Regions from separate parts of the Zea mays genome. Here region 1 is linked to region 2. The links are chromatin contacts, called in public Hi-C maps. All regions are on one chromosome and are shown on one strand. Each heading gives the region's core, a stretch centred on a gene start, on an enhancer-like site or on the middle of the called end of the contact. The rest is flanking DNA. Distances are from core to core; before and after follow the strand shown. Region 1 holds the start of LOC100275762. Region 2 holds the start of LOC100303855.

Region 1 (6,717 bases), core at 2,657-5,156, 200 kb after region 2:
TATCACAAAATTATAGAAATTGGAATGGATCAATTTGGACTTAATATGGATTTTCTAGGAATTTTACAAGTTTCTGTAATTACTTTTGTACAAAAAATCATTCTCTAAATTGATTTCTCTGCTTTATTAATTGTTTGAACTGCGCACGCAATAAACAGAATCCTGGGGGTCTTTGCGCAAAACCTTCTAGACTCAGCGCACAGTTACTAGGGATGGCAGGTTGAATGTGTGAAAACCTAGGGTCTCTTTTAGAAAGTGCACGCGGCGAAGGGGTATCGTTAAACCTGAGCCATCCGATCAATACTGGATGCCTCGGATTAGATCCATATTTCATCGAACCGATATCGGATACGGACCGTCAGATCACCATCCAAGGGTCGGGATCTATCGACACTAGCGCTCTCGCTCACCCACACACCCGTAGATCTACGACTCTGATTTGTTTTCCCCAAAGCGATAAGCTACAATTGATCTGGGCCACTCATCAAAACATCTACGGTTCTCATTCGCTTACCCCCGGATCTAATCCCCACCGCACAATAATCAATCGGACGGTGCACGGTTCCTCACCTTTCTCTGGTCAACACAAGGTGGCGGCACAGGCCTCTACGGCGGCCTAGCCTGCCAGCGTGCACGGATTCGAAGACCTAGTGATCTTTGTGTACCACGACTCGGTGCAAGAGGAAATTGAGACACAAGCGAATCGATTAGGGGGTATCTTACAGGCAGTGGCGAAGGATTCGATGATGCCCTCGGCAGGATGCGGCAACACGACGAAGATGGTTCTCCGGCGAGCAATTCCTCTAACGCCAACCGTTAAGCTGAGCACATCGAGGCCGCCAACACCATCAACGTACCCCCAGCGAGTCGCCCAGATCCTGCGACTGAGCTCGAGCGGCGGGGTTCCCCGGTCTCTCCCATGGCGGCTTCCATCGGCTCTCTCTCTCTCTCCCTGCTGCCCTCCTGTGGTGATGAGTTCTCGGCCTCCTCTTGCTGCCACGCGCTTTGGTTGAGCGGCCCGCAGGGAGAAGGTCGCGGAGGGACCTGCTTTTATCCCAGAAGGGGGGTGGCCACCAGGCGCCAAGCTCAGATCCACACCCGCCATGCACGCTGACTCGGCTACGATTTGATTGAGATGTGGGTGATGACGACAGGGCCCCACACGCTAGAGAGCGCGTGACAGGCAAGGGAGTTGGGCCGCACGGTAGTGTAGGATTTGTGGAGTGGCTGCGGAATACCTTGGGCCAAGTGGGAGGTGATCTCGCCCAAGCGCGGGATTGCTCTTCTCTTTTCTTTTTTTTTCTATTTTAAATTTCTTGTTTTAGTTTCCTTGACATTTTCAGATTCCTATTTCAAATTCAAAACTGATTCAACTTCAAATTTCCCAGTGCAAAAGCTAAAACTAATGTGAATATGACATCTACTATTTTCAATATTATTTATTATTTTCCTTGTTATTTATTTAGGGAAGGATTAAATAGTTTCATTAAATCCCCTTTTCTTATTTTCTATTTTATTTTCATTTATACTTTGACGTCCCAAGTTTAAATTATGACTCTTTATTAAACTGTAACCCCACATATTCATTGGTATAAAATACATATAATGCATCATTTAATGAATAATCATTTAGTTGATTTTAAACCTTTCTTAGAAATTAATATCAATCATTTACTTTAGGATAATATTCCTTTCATGTTTACCAACTCGCGGATCATGGCAGATTCCCAACTACGGTGAGAAATCATCGTTCCTCCGATCGCTGTTTGTGCCCGAGGAGGATATGGACGTGTTCGTGGTACTCCGGCGAATGTAAACGGGCACTAGCCCATGCCCGGGTGGTGGTGAGGAAGCGGAACACCACGGTGGCTTCCATTCTCACCCACCGACGAACCCTCTCTCCATAGCTTGAGGGAGATAGCCAGCACCGTATCTATGGCCATGGCCGATCCGACCTCTTCGAAACAGTCGCGTGAATCTTCGGTAGGGGATAAACTCGCCAGGTGCAGCACACGTGACGGTGTCCGAGTTCTCGAGTGCGCACAGACTTCGAGGTGAGAAGATCGGTCGGAGGACCCTCCCGAGATGGATGGCGCGGCCATCAAAATTCAGCTAGGAGATCCCCATTCTGTGTAGGTGTCGCGAGGAAGAGATGGCTGACCAATGGGGCCCGCACGTAAGCGACACCAGAAAGGACAGAAGGAAAATAAAATAAAAGAATGGGGAATGGAGTGGGCTTTGTGCGGTGAGGACGTGAGGTCAAGGTGGGTCGGCTGAGTATGGTTGCTGGGCCGGCGGGGTGGAGATCCCTAGCCCAAGCGTCATTTCCTTTCCTTTTTTACTTTATGTTTTTCTTTTCTTCTTTATTTTCTTTTCTCTATTTCCTTTTTAGATTTCTAATTCAAGATTTTTAAATGCACAAGCAAGTAAAGATCCAGCATGATGCAAGTATAAGTTTGTTTATGTATTGTTCAATTATTTTATTCACAACTAATATTCATAAAAGGAATAAGTCCTTTATTTATAATATCCATTTAGGCAAATGTTTTGAGATATATAATTCATACACACAAACTAATCATTATTATTCATTTTAAGAAAATAATTTCTAAGGAATAACATCTGTTAATAGATGATTTAATGTTATAAACACATAATTCATAACAGATATTATTTCCATCAATAATAATTTAAAGGAATCCTTCTATTTGTCTAGGCTTTAGTTTGAATTTTACTTTGAAAGTTTAGATCTCAAAATTTTCTTTAACTATCAACATTACAACTTATTTATTTTAGGAAGAAAAATATTTGAAAGGTAAGGAAATCATATTTATGAATTTTTGATTCTTAATCTCTTGGGAGAATAAGTTATGAAACTCTAAATAGGATTTTGGGTGTTACAAGCTTGTAATTAGAAAATGATATGTTCATATTGCTATGGTTCATTAAAGAAAAACATTGACCGAAGATGGCACATTCGATAGTATTAGTAACAAAATAACATGTGTCAGGTGGTACTTCACTACAAGTATTTGATGCCGCTTCGGCCCGAAGCTTGCTCTAGAAGCCGGATGAGAAACTGGTAGTTTAGACTATCTCCAGCAACGTCCTCTATATACATCCTCTATATCCGTCCTTTACAGTATTCTCTAAAAGATTTCATCTCCTATATCTACTTTCTCTCCAACAACGTCCTCTAAATCACGTCCTCTATATATAAATACCTATATTAAAAATATTTTTAATTTTTTAATTTTTGTACATACGTATTTATCATACTCTCAAATATATTTTACATATTTTAGTTTTATTAAACCGGTTGTTTAAAGTATTTAAATAGATAGAGAACCGTTTAGAGAAACTCTACATATAGAGGATTCAACAACGTTCTCTAAATTTAGAGGACCGTTTAGAGGACGTTGCTGGAGGGAGTAGATGACGTCTTCGTCCTCTAAATTTAGGGTACAAGACCCTTTAGAGGGTCTTGTTGGAGCCAGCCTTAGCTTCCAGCTTTTGACCACCAGAATCTCAAAAGAAATCCAAATATTCAGACTCCAGTATAGCGTTGAGCGACGAACCCGAGTATGGCCCTGTTTGTTTCGGCTTCTGGCAGCTTCTGGCCACCAAAAGCTGCTGCGGACTGCCAAACGCTCAGCTTTTCAGCTAGCTTCTATAAAATTCGTTGGGCAAAAAACCATCCAAAATCAACATAAACACATAATCGATTGAGTCGTTGTAATAGTATGAATTCGTCACTTTCGAGATCCTGAGCCCTATGAACAATTTTATCTTCCTCCATACGTAATTGTAATGATACTCAGATTCTCTTCACAGCCAGATTCTCCCTAGCTAGATTTTCAGAAAAGCTAATTAGAAAAAAGCTAAACGAAAAACAGGATGGCTTTAGACTCCTCAATCCTCAACCCGACGCGGCGGTGTGCCCCCCTGCTTTTTTTTGGCCTCTCCTCTCCGTTGGCGACGCATACATCCGGCGAGGGAGCGGAAGAAGTCAGTAAATTCTGTCGCTCCAATCCGGACGAGGAGATGCCGCGGATCCCTCTGATCAAGTTCCCCAAGCGGAATCTGAAAGCCCCATCCGCGCCAGGTGCTCTCCGTTTTGATTACCCCAGTATTCTCCTCTTCTATAGTGTTTACTAGTCCAGTTTGTCGGAGGATTTCTCTCGATGTTTCTACCTATTCTCGATTTAATATTCATTCCTCCTTTGTTACAGTGCCGTCGCAACCCGCAGATCAGCACGCGACCCTCATGTCCCGGTTGGGTAAGAACCAGATCGCTTAGAATTTTGCTCAGCGAAGCAGTACTTGGGTGAATTCGGCTCGCCTTTTTAATTTGATTTGAGTAGTGATTTGTGAGTGTGCACACGCCTTGTGATTTGTGAGTGTGCACACGCCTAGTTACGTCTTTTATTCTGCACGAATTCGTTGATCCCTACATTGAGTTGCATCGATTTTGTGGCATATGTATGTGGGAAGGAACGTGGAGATGTGGCCTAGGGTGATGAATGGTGCAAGCCAAATGGAACCATACTTATGTTTATGTGTTCACTACTGCTAGTAGGAACTGTGTGTAGATTTGGAATTCAGATGCCAAGATGGGAGGTTTGGACCAGAGATCTATAAGGGCCTTAACTTAACAGATGGGACCCGGACTTGCTTGTGGTGATTTGTGTATGATTCATTCAACTGCATTGTTTTGCAGCTCTAGTTTGCTTTCTGTGGGCTTTGCTTGCAAAAAGGAAGGGTTGAGCTTTATCATTCGGGTCTATGGTCACTGCTGGTTATAGCAAGTGTCTACACTATTTTTTTGTTTATTGACGCCTATTAAATTTTTTGTTATAGTTGGGATAGGTGGTAGTGAGACAAATTCTTAATGTCCTTAACAAATAATGAGCGGTTCTGTATGTCAGATTCATAGAGCTATATTGTGTTCAGACTTCAGAGCAAGTTCTTAGTTGTGTTGGGTGGTCATTTGTCATAAGAACTGTGCTGTGTTCAGATGTATGGCTACTAGTGCTCAGTTGATCTTTTTAAATACTCCCTCCGTCCCAAAATAAAATCCGTTTTACCTTTTTAGTTGATTCATACAATAATTAATGTATTTGTTTTATATATCTGTCTAGATTTATTATCATCCATTTGAACATAGACATAAAAATCAAAGGCTAAAGCGACTAATATTTTGGGACGGAGGGAGTATTTGGTTTATAGAGGACACTCTGTCTCAGAATGCTCTTACTGCCGTTAACTTTTCAGTTATCAACCTTTTGCCCTTGAAATTTCAGATTATTAGAACCAGTTCCAAAACTAAAAATCTGGAAAAAACAATCTTCCTCATCTAGCATTCCCTTTGTGCTGAGGTTGCACTAGAGCATCCAGCCTCATTTGTTGCAACTTGGTGTTTGGGTGTTTCTAATTATACATAGGTCCCTTGCAGTCTTGCATAGCCACTTGTTTGCTTGCTGTGTACACCTTCATCTGATCTCAACCCAGCATCTTATGTTCTGTTTGATTTTGCACCCAAGATTGCCACCTATTAAACAGGCCAAAGTTTAGCTTGCTAGCCAAAATTATGGTCACCAAGTTTGTGGCCCTGATTTTGGTGACCTTGGCCATCAAATGAACTAAAAGCTAGCCAAAATTTCCCACCAAAACAAACTGTCCCCAAATTTGCTCAAAGTAACCAACTGTTGGCTTGTCAAATCTTTTGACACACTTGAATAACATATACTGAATGTTGCATGATGCATTTATGCCTCCCCAACCCTGTTTCCCCTTGCACAAATACCCTTCAATAATTTCTTACTATGAATTTATAGAGTGCTATATCTGGATGTTTTGTGAATTTGAATAACATGCACAGATACACTTGTCCATGTGAGATCTATGACTATTACCACGAATAACCTTACTTCTGTTTACATTTTGAATTGTTGGTAGTACTTATATTGCTAGGGGGATGAATGCATATGGTGTGTCGAATGCTTATTTAATCATCTCATAATTCTGAAGGAAAATAGTCCGCATAACAATATGTTTCTTTCATAGGGGCTAAAGCAGAGGCACCATCTTCTGGAGGGATTAAAAATTACCGCTTTAGTTCAGATGTGCCTTCCCCACCGTCGCATACTGCTGTAGGAGGTCAAGCTTCACTCCTTCCTAAGCGTAAACCTCTGACTGAAGAAGAGATTGAGGCTATTATGGTATGCCTTTTGTTCACAGAAGCTGAATATGAATGCAATGCTATGTTTGTTCTTAGCATCTGGTTTATTGAATTAATTCATTTTGTTTGATTTCAATCCATATAAATTATACACCAAATTTGCATATTGTTTGTAATGTTACCATTTGGCATGCATGGAACTTATAGGCAAAAGTACAATCTTAATGCTAATGGCAAAATGCATGCTTAATCTAGATGGAAAAACTTAGTTTATTGCTTAAAATCTTGTCATCTTAATGCCTAAAGTTGCGAAAGGGCCTCTAGCCGAGTCGGTTAGGTGGTTTGAGTAGCACTCCTTAGGTTCTGAGTTCGACTCCTCGTGGGAGGGAATTTTCAGGCCGTGGTTAAAAAAAAATCCCCTCGTAGACACATATAAAATACATCCATCAAGTCTTTGATGAATCCATCATTGGCCTAAAATGAATTTTATTTTGATACAGAGGGAGTAAAATATAATACTGACCAGAGAAGTTAAC
Region 2 (7,383 bases), core at 3,142-5,641:
ATTTGGTTTTCTCACGTTGTATTTGGAGAAAACCAATCACAATCGAAGAACACCACTATGAGTTGTTTATCTCCAAAAAACTTGTACTCGAGTGTATCATTAATGACTCCATAATAATTAGTCACCTTCCCTTCATCATCGACAGCTCTAGTTACAACTCCGGAATTTGTCGTGGCTGCTAGAGGATGATCATCTTCGAACCTTGTAGAACGGAATCTAAAACCATTAACATCATACCGACCATAACGTCTGGCAGTTACTGCTCCTAGGGATAATTGTCGAAAGTCTGGGTGTATATTGTCATTTTTATCTACATAATCTCGAAACCAACACAAGAAATTAGGTCCCCCATCTTTTCCCTCTTGACGAATCTGGTCACGTTCACAGCCAGAGATGCAATTTTGAGAATCAAATTCACTATTAGTACAAGGAAACAAACCTTTTAGTTTAACAACAATATTGTAGAGGCAATGACTAAAATTAAGTTTACACTTACAGGAGAAACTGACTCATCTCTTCCATGTTGTTATACATGTAGAGTAAAGCAGTCTTCCATTCGTCATTGGTGAAATAGTATGTTGTGTTGGGTCCTACAGTTTTGCCCCTCTATTGAAAAATTTCAATATCACTGATAGGGAGCTCGTTGACATGATACCACAACGTAGGGGCATTGACATTGTGTTCCTCTGCAAAGTACTGGCCCGTGAACGATGTTATCTCTTTGTATTTGAATTCTTCAGCGATGCACCCTTCAACTCGTCTCTTATTACCAACCATTGCACGTAGCTTCTTTAGTGTCCTTTTGATGTGATACATCCATCTATATTGCACAGGGCCTCCTACCTTAGCTTCGTATGGTAGGTGAACAAGTAGATGTTGCATCGGATTAAAGAAACATGGTGGAAATATTTTTTTCAAGTTTGCATACCAAAATCGATATTTGTTGCTCAAGCTTCTCCATCATCTCTTTCTTTATTTCTTTAGCACAAATATGTCTATAAAAGTAGATTAGCTCCGCTAATGCTTTCCAGACATCATTTTTTACAAAACCACGAAACATAACAGGAAGGAGTCTTTCCATTATTATGTGGTAGTCATGACTCTTCAACCCAGAAAACTTGCCCGTCTTCAAATTCACAAACCTTCTAAAGCTCGCGGCGTAACCATCTGGGAACTTTAAGTTTTTCAACCATTTCATCAATTGTTTCTTCCTTGTAGGTTTAATACTGAAAGGAGCATGTGGCTTCTTCTGGTTCTCTCCTATCTCCATAGTTGGTCTTCTACAGATTAAGGCCAAGTCTTTTCTAGCCTTAGGGTTGTCTTTTGTTTTGTCAGTGATATTCATGCAAGTGCTGATAATGCTTTCACCCATATTTCGTTCCTGGTGCATCACATCAAAGTTATGCATTAGAATCAAGGCTTTCATATAAGGGAGTTCCCATAGACCACATTTATGAGTCCAATTATGCTCGGTTCCATAACCTTCAAAACGATTTCCATGTTCGTTTAGTTTCAAATCATTAAGTCTTGCGAGAATCTCTGCACCACTAAGACGCTTGGGTGGTCCCCTCGTCACAATCGTGTCCTTTTTAAAAGCGTTCCTATCGAACCTGAACGAGTGATCTTCTGGCAAAAAACATCTATGGCAATCGAAGTAACATATCTTTCCACCAAACTTTAGTCGAAAGCATAAAGTGTCTTCAACGCATATCGGACATGTCAAAATCCCATGACAACTCCATCCAGCAAAGATACCATAAGCCATAAAATCGTGAATAGACCACAAAAATGCGGCTCTCAGGTTGAACTTCTGTTTCTTGTAACAATCGTACGCCTCGACTCCTTCCCACAAAATTTTCAATTCTTCAATGAGTGGTCTCATCATCACATCGATCTTTGTTCCAGTATGATCCGGACCAGGTATTACAAGACACAAGAAAATAAATTCATATTTCATGCAAAGAGTTGGTGGAAGGTTGTATGGAACAACAAAGACGGGCCAACATGAGTAGGACGTTGCAGTTAGATTGAAAGGCGAGAAACCATCTGTTGCTAAACTAAAGCGGACATTCCACACTTCATCAGTAAAGCTGGAATCAAAAGCATCTAGTGTCTTCCATGCATCTGTATCAGCTGGGTGTGCCATGACATTTGGATTCTCACGTACCCCTTCTTTGTGCCACCTCATGTGTCTGGCTGTATTTTTGGAGATGAACAAATGTTTCAACCGAGGTATAAGAGGCATGTAACGAAGCTACTTACGTGCAATCTTCGTCGTCACGGTCAAACCATCGTCATTTTCAACCTCAACGAATCTACGCTCACCACATACAGTACACTTCTTCTCACTCGCGGACTCCTTCCAGAAAAGCATACAATTATTTTCACAAACATCGATTTTTTCGTAGTCCATACCGAGCCCAGAGAGCAACTTTTTGGACTGATACATGTCCTTTGGCATCTTATGATTCTCCGGAAGTACATCACTGATCAAGTTCGATAGCTCCTTGTAGCAGTTGTTTGAGAATGTAAACTTAGACTTAATAGCCATAAGTCGAGTCACAAATACAAGGACAGTCACTTTCGTGTGCTCATGCAACGGCTCTTCGGCAGCTTTAAGGAGCTTGAAGAACTTCTGAACCTCAGGTGTAGCTGGATCCTCATAATCGATGGGTTGACCGGGGTTCTCCGAATCGACGGTTAGAATCTCATGGCGTACATCGTCAAGCATCTCTTCCATCCTATCGTAGTCCCCCTCTTCATGTGACTGAAATTCCGATACAATACGAGGTGGGTCCTCACCGTGGTGCACCCACACCTCATAGCCTGGCACATAACCGTTCTTGCAAATATCTATCGACATAGTCCTCCTGTCAAGGAAATTAATGTTCTGACACTTGCTACAAGGGCACCTAACATCGGCTCCAGTCTCTGACCGAGCAAAAGCACGGTCGAGAAAAGCATGAGTCTTGGCAACCCACTCACTTGATAGAGCACCTCTTTTCTTCCAACCTTCATACATCCATCGACGATCCTCCTCCATACTAGATACGAGACGTTAACTTAATTAGTTATGATTACTAATTAACCACACTAATACAATAGCACTACAAAAAAATCATTTCACTGGACCCTAAATCAAATAAAACAACCTTATTTCCGAGGGCTTAATAATTACCCTCGGAAATTAAAAGTTTAAATTATATACCGCTAATAAATAAATTAAAACAAGCTAATTTAATTGCATAATTAAATTAAGCCATCGGACATAACAAAACTAAACATTACTACTACCAAACAATATATATGCATATACAAAATTATACTAAACATTATAAAATTGCTCACTTTGCCGGATGATTAGCCGGTGAAGCGAGCGCCGGCGGGGTCGGGGCGAGCGCCAGTGGCGTCGGGGAAGGGGGCAGAGGCTCCGGCGGCCGTGGGCGGCGTCGGGGTGGCTCCGGTGTTGCTTGGACGGCGGTGGAGTTGTCGTTCGACGTGGACAGAGGATCGGGCACGGGCTGGGCGTCGGGACGGGGCTGGAGGTCCCCGGGAGAAGCTTGGGCGGCGTGCCGGGAGACGGCGGCGGCTGCTCGGCGACGGCGGCGGCTACGCACGAGCGACGGGAGAGAGAGAGAAATGAACCGACGCGGGCGCGGGGGTCGGTTAAAATCTGTTATTTCCGACGGCCCCCTAGGAGATCGTCGGTTATAAGCTTATGTCCGACGGTCCGCCTGCTAGCCCTTGGATATTATAAATTATGTCCGACGGCTGCCAGAGGCCGTCGGACATAAGCTTATGTCCGACGTTCTTATAAGCAGCCGTCGGACATAAGGGAGCTATCGGATTTGTAGCGTTTTACTCTAGTGCCCGGCAAATTGCGAGGTTATCTGCTATAGTCTCCTTTTTCGGTGTATTGTAGGGGACCACATACTGAGCGCACAGCGCGCGCAGCATGCGTCCGGCAGGCAGTTGTGCCTGGAATTGCCGGCACTGCGTGCCAACCTATAATCAGAGCCCGGGGCGCGACGGAGTTGTGGTATGTGCGCGTTAGTGACCTAGACGCTAACCAAAGGAAACAAAGCTCCCTCGACCACTCGCCTTTGCATTGCCAAACGACCGACCGGCCTGGACCCGGAGCGGGACCAGCCAGCAGCAGATGGGCCGGTATGATTAGGAAAAGCCTCGTGCCGGTGCCTCAGGCGACCCCTCCATGTGCACGCACCACCACGCTGTCGATGCATGCTATCCCCCGGCCCTTTTCGCCGCTGCATTGCCCTTTTGACGCGGACCCCATGCCACCACGCACGGCGGCTACAGGCGCGCGCGCCACCACCAGCCACCAGATCTCGGCGTTATAAAACGCCCCGTGCGGCCGCGCCTCCCATCTCTTAGGCAAACAAACCAGCCACCCCTGCTCTCTGCTCACTCACCTTCCTTACTACTGCTCACTAGTCACTACACACCAACCAAAGGAAGGCCCCTCGCACCTCTTCTGTGGTTGTCGTCGTTTGCCTTTCCGTCCGTTAGCCAAGCCATGGGCAACTGCCTCAACACGGCCTCCAAGCGGAGTCACCGGGGCATGCTTTTGCCGGAGGAGGAAGAGAGCCTCTCGGAGATAAGAAGGATAAGCCAGCTGCTTCGGGAGGAGGAGGAGGACGGCTACGAGGTGGTGGGTATGCACTCCGTCTCCGAGCAGCTGGTGCAGGAGGTGGTGGCCGTGGCTCCGGGGGTGACGGCGCCCGCAGAGGGCCTCAAGGTGAAGATCGTGCTGACGCGCGGCGAGCTGGAGTGGCTCATGGCGCAGCTCAAGAGCGGCGAGCAGCGCCTCGAGGACGTGCTCCAGCACATGCAGGCTGCTAAGGGAGCTGGCGGCGGCGGTGGCTCCTTCGCTGGCGACAACAAGGCCGGCTGGCGGCCGCGCCTCGAGAGCATCCTCGAGAGCTCGGAGACCCAAAGCTGATACCGGCCTGAGCATGTCCTCGCTGGACCGGCTCCTTGAATTCAGATCTTGTCCATGCCTGTAGGTTTGTCGCTTGCTTTCTTGATGTTTGGTCTGGATCGGTGGAGATGGAGGCCGTCGATGGATCGGAGTCAGGGAGAGGCTTAAATTCTTGTTGTGTTTTTTTAACAAGGGACTGGCCTTGTTACAACTCTGCTACTAGGCTGGAGCCTGGAGGGAGGGACGATGATCCATCAGATGGGCTATGTTACTCTGTAGATCATCGAGATGTTAATTAGGTCTCTTGTGCAGTGCAGCTCAGCCAATTAGCATCTTCTTTCACTTTTTGCCTTTTTGCGCTGTTACTTAGATCATAATCTTTCGTAAATAGCGGTGCGAATGAGATGGCATCTGAAGCCCTCTGTGTCTGTAATAATCTCCTCTGACTAGGTCCTGAATCTGATTGATTCTTCCTAAGTAGGAGGAGCACCCTGCTCGCTAGATGTCAAGACTTGGGACAGTGCTTTCACTTCGGTTTGGAACCGTGAGTAACGTTCTAATGAAGATGAATATGAATTTGGTGTGCTCGAATCTGCTGTTGTGACGATCAAGTTGTGGCCATTGCTGTGACGTAGTAGCAAATTTTCTTGGCAATTATCCCCCTCTGCTATCTGCTCCACACAAAGACGTAGTAACCAACAAAAAATTTTTGTCGCCTGGCCTGTGACCTGACCCCCGTGCTGTGGTTGTGGAAGAAACGAGAGATTTGCATGCAGTTCGTAGCATATATAGGTCGGTCTCCGTTACCTGAGTTTTTAATTCCATCGAGTTTACCAACACGTATCCCGAGGACGAGGATATAGTTAGGCAGGTCAAATTTTTGCATACAGTACAGGCGTAATTGGTTACTGTCTACTGTGTCCCTGCAAAAGGATTGGTGATAGACCATGGTTAACGTCCGGGAAAGCGGGACGGAACGGTTGGGAGGATGTGATGTTACGGTGGTCTCGTCTTCGTCTCACTGGCTGCGCTTTTTCAACCGCGACAACGACGCTTCTTCCCTCCCTCTCCTGGCCCCAGTCTCACTAACCTCTGCCTCTGACTAATCCACGGCGTCGTTGCCTTCCCATGGCGAGCCCAACAACCAAGCAAAACGACCACGAACGTCACCGTCGCCGGCGTCCCGGTCCCGGTCCCGCCCGGTACGTGTAGACTCGGCCGTCGCCATAGCCGCCGCCAGCAGCGGTCGGTCGGCAGTGCAGTAACGTACGCTCCTTCTCCTACGCACACCATACCGCAATCCTTTATCCTGGAGACCTGGACCGAGCACGTGAGGGAAAGCGGTTTTCTTACAAGATCCAGGAAGAATTTGGCTGACCCCCTCCGCATGTCGAGTCCAAATTTTTAGTGCTCCCCTGGATTTTGCTGCCCACAATTCAGGGGCTCCTGTTCCAACGTTTGACATGGATGTGTTTATTTTTTCTGTGAAACTGTGGTGCAAAAGGGCAACATATTTCTATATCAATCCCTTTTCAGCTTTGAACGTGTGCGTGTGTATATATGTGAGGTATTCATCCAAATAACAGTTATTGAATTTGAATGAGTAATATGTTAGGATTTATGTGAGGTATTCATCCAAATAACGTTTGACATGCGCGTGAATGGTCCGCCGAAATCCGGACCCTCGCCTTGCGGGGGCGCGGCTACCTGATTGCGAGATTTTCGTGGGCGGATAAGCACGGGGTCGCGGACTCGGCCCTATAAAAGGAGCCCGGCAGCCAGCCTCCATATTATCCCCAGATCCCAGTTCGCTTTCGCCTCTCTTCATAGCTGAGCCGCCTTTTAGTTCCCTTCGTCCCGACCGCAGAGGTGCATCTGCGATCAGGAGAGCAGGTCTCCGGAACCCTTCGTCTTCTAGATCCTGCACCGGGAGAGGGCGAATAAGGTTTTTGGGAAGCGTCTTCACGCGACTGCTCGTGATCTTCTGACATCATCGACCCAGCTGATCCTGGCGCGCGCCAACAATCAGTAAGTCTAATCAGTACGCATCATCTGATTTGGCTTTTATTTCAGTTCTTCTGATTTGGTCATGATTTATATTCAGAATTTAATTTGGAATTTGTCTAATTATTCAACAATCCAAAAACCTTATTGTAGACAATTTCCTAGTTTTTCTATGGCTGCTTTTGCCGACGCGCTGAAGCCAGAAAAGTTTAATGGTATGCACTTTAAGAGATGGCAAGTCAAGGCCACGCTCTGGCTTACTGCTATGAATGTCTTCCATGTTAGTAAAGGCAGACCTGAGGGTCCACTGACTCCTGAACAGGAGAAAGAGTACGACCATGCCAATACTATGTTCACGGGAGCCGTTCTTAGCGCCCTTGTTGACCGTCTGGTTGATGCGAATATGCAGTACACAGACGGGAAAGAGTTGTGGGATG

Evidence for each region. Hi-C and Micro-C count contacts between places; a contact is called where the count stands out from the background.
Region 1: a contact with region 2 is called in a Hi-C map of tassel, with 1.9 times the contacts expected there. The contact joins the promoter of LOC100275762 here to the promoter of LOC100303855 in region 2. A contact is called at or near these places in 6 of 25 Hi-C or Micro-C datasets (bundle sheath, ear, leaf and 1 more) and 1 of 3 datasets of contacts at active chromatin or transcription factors (leaf).

What each region holds. Positions count from the first base shown.
Region 1 is chr9:66,747,266-66,753,982 of Zm-B73-REFERENCE-NAM-5.0, forward strand. LOC100275762 reads left to right here and starts at 3,907. Exons shown (of 4, transcript NM_001352590.1): 1 at 3,907-4,105; 2 at 4,233-4,280; 3 at 6,067-6,221. The coding sequence starts at 4,045.
Region 2 is chr9:66,545,452-66,552,834 of Zm-B73-REFERENCE-NAM-5.0, forward strand. LOC100303855 reads left to right here and starts at 4,392. Exons shown (of 1, transcript NM_001165472.2): 1 at 4,392-5,531. The coding sequence starts at 4,538. The coding sequence ends at 4,963.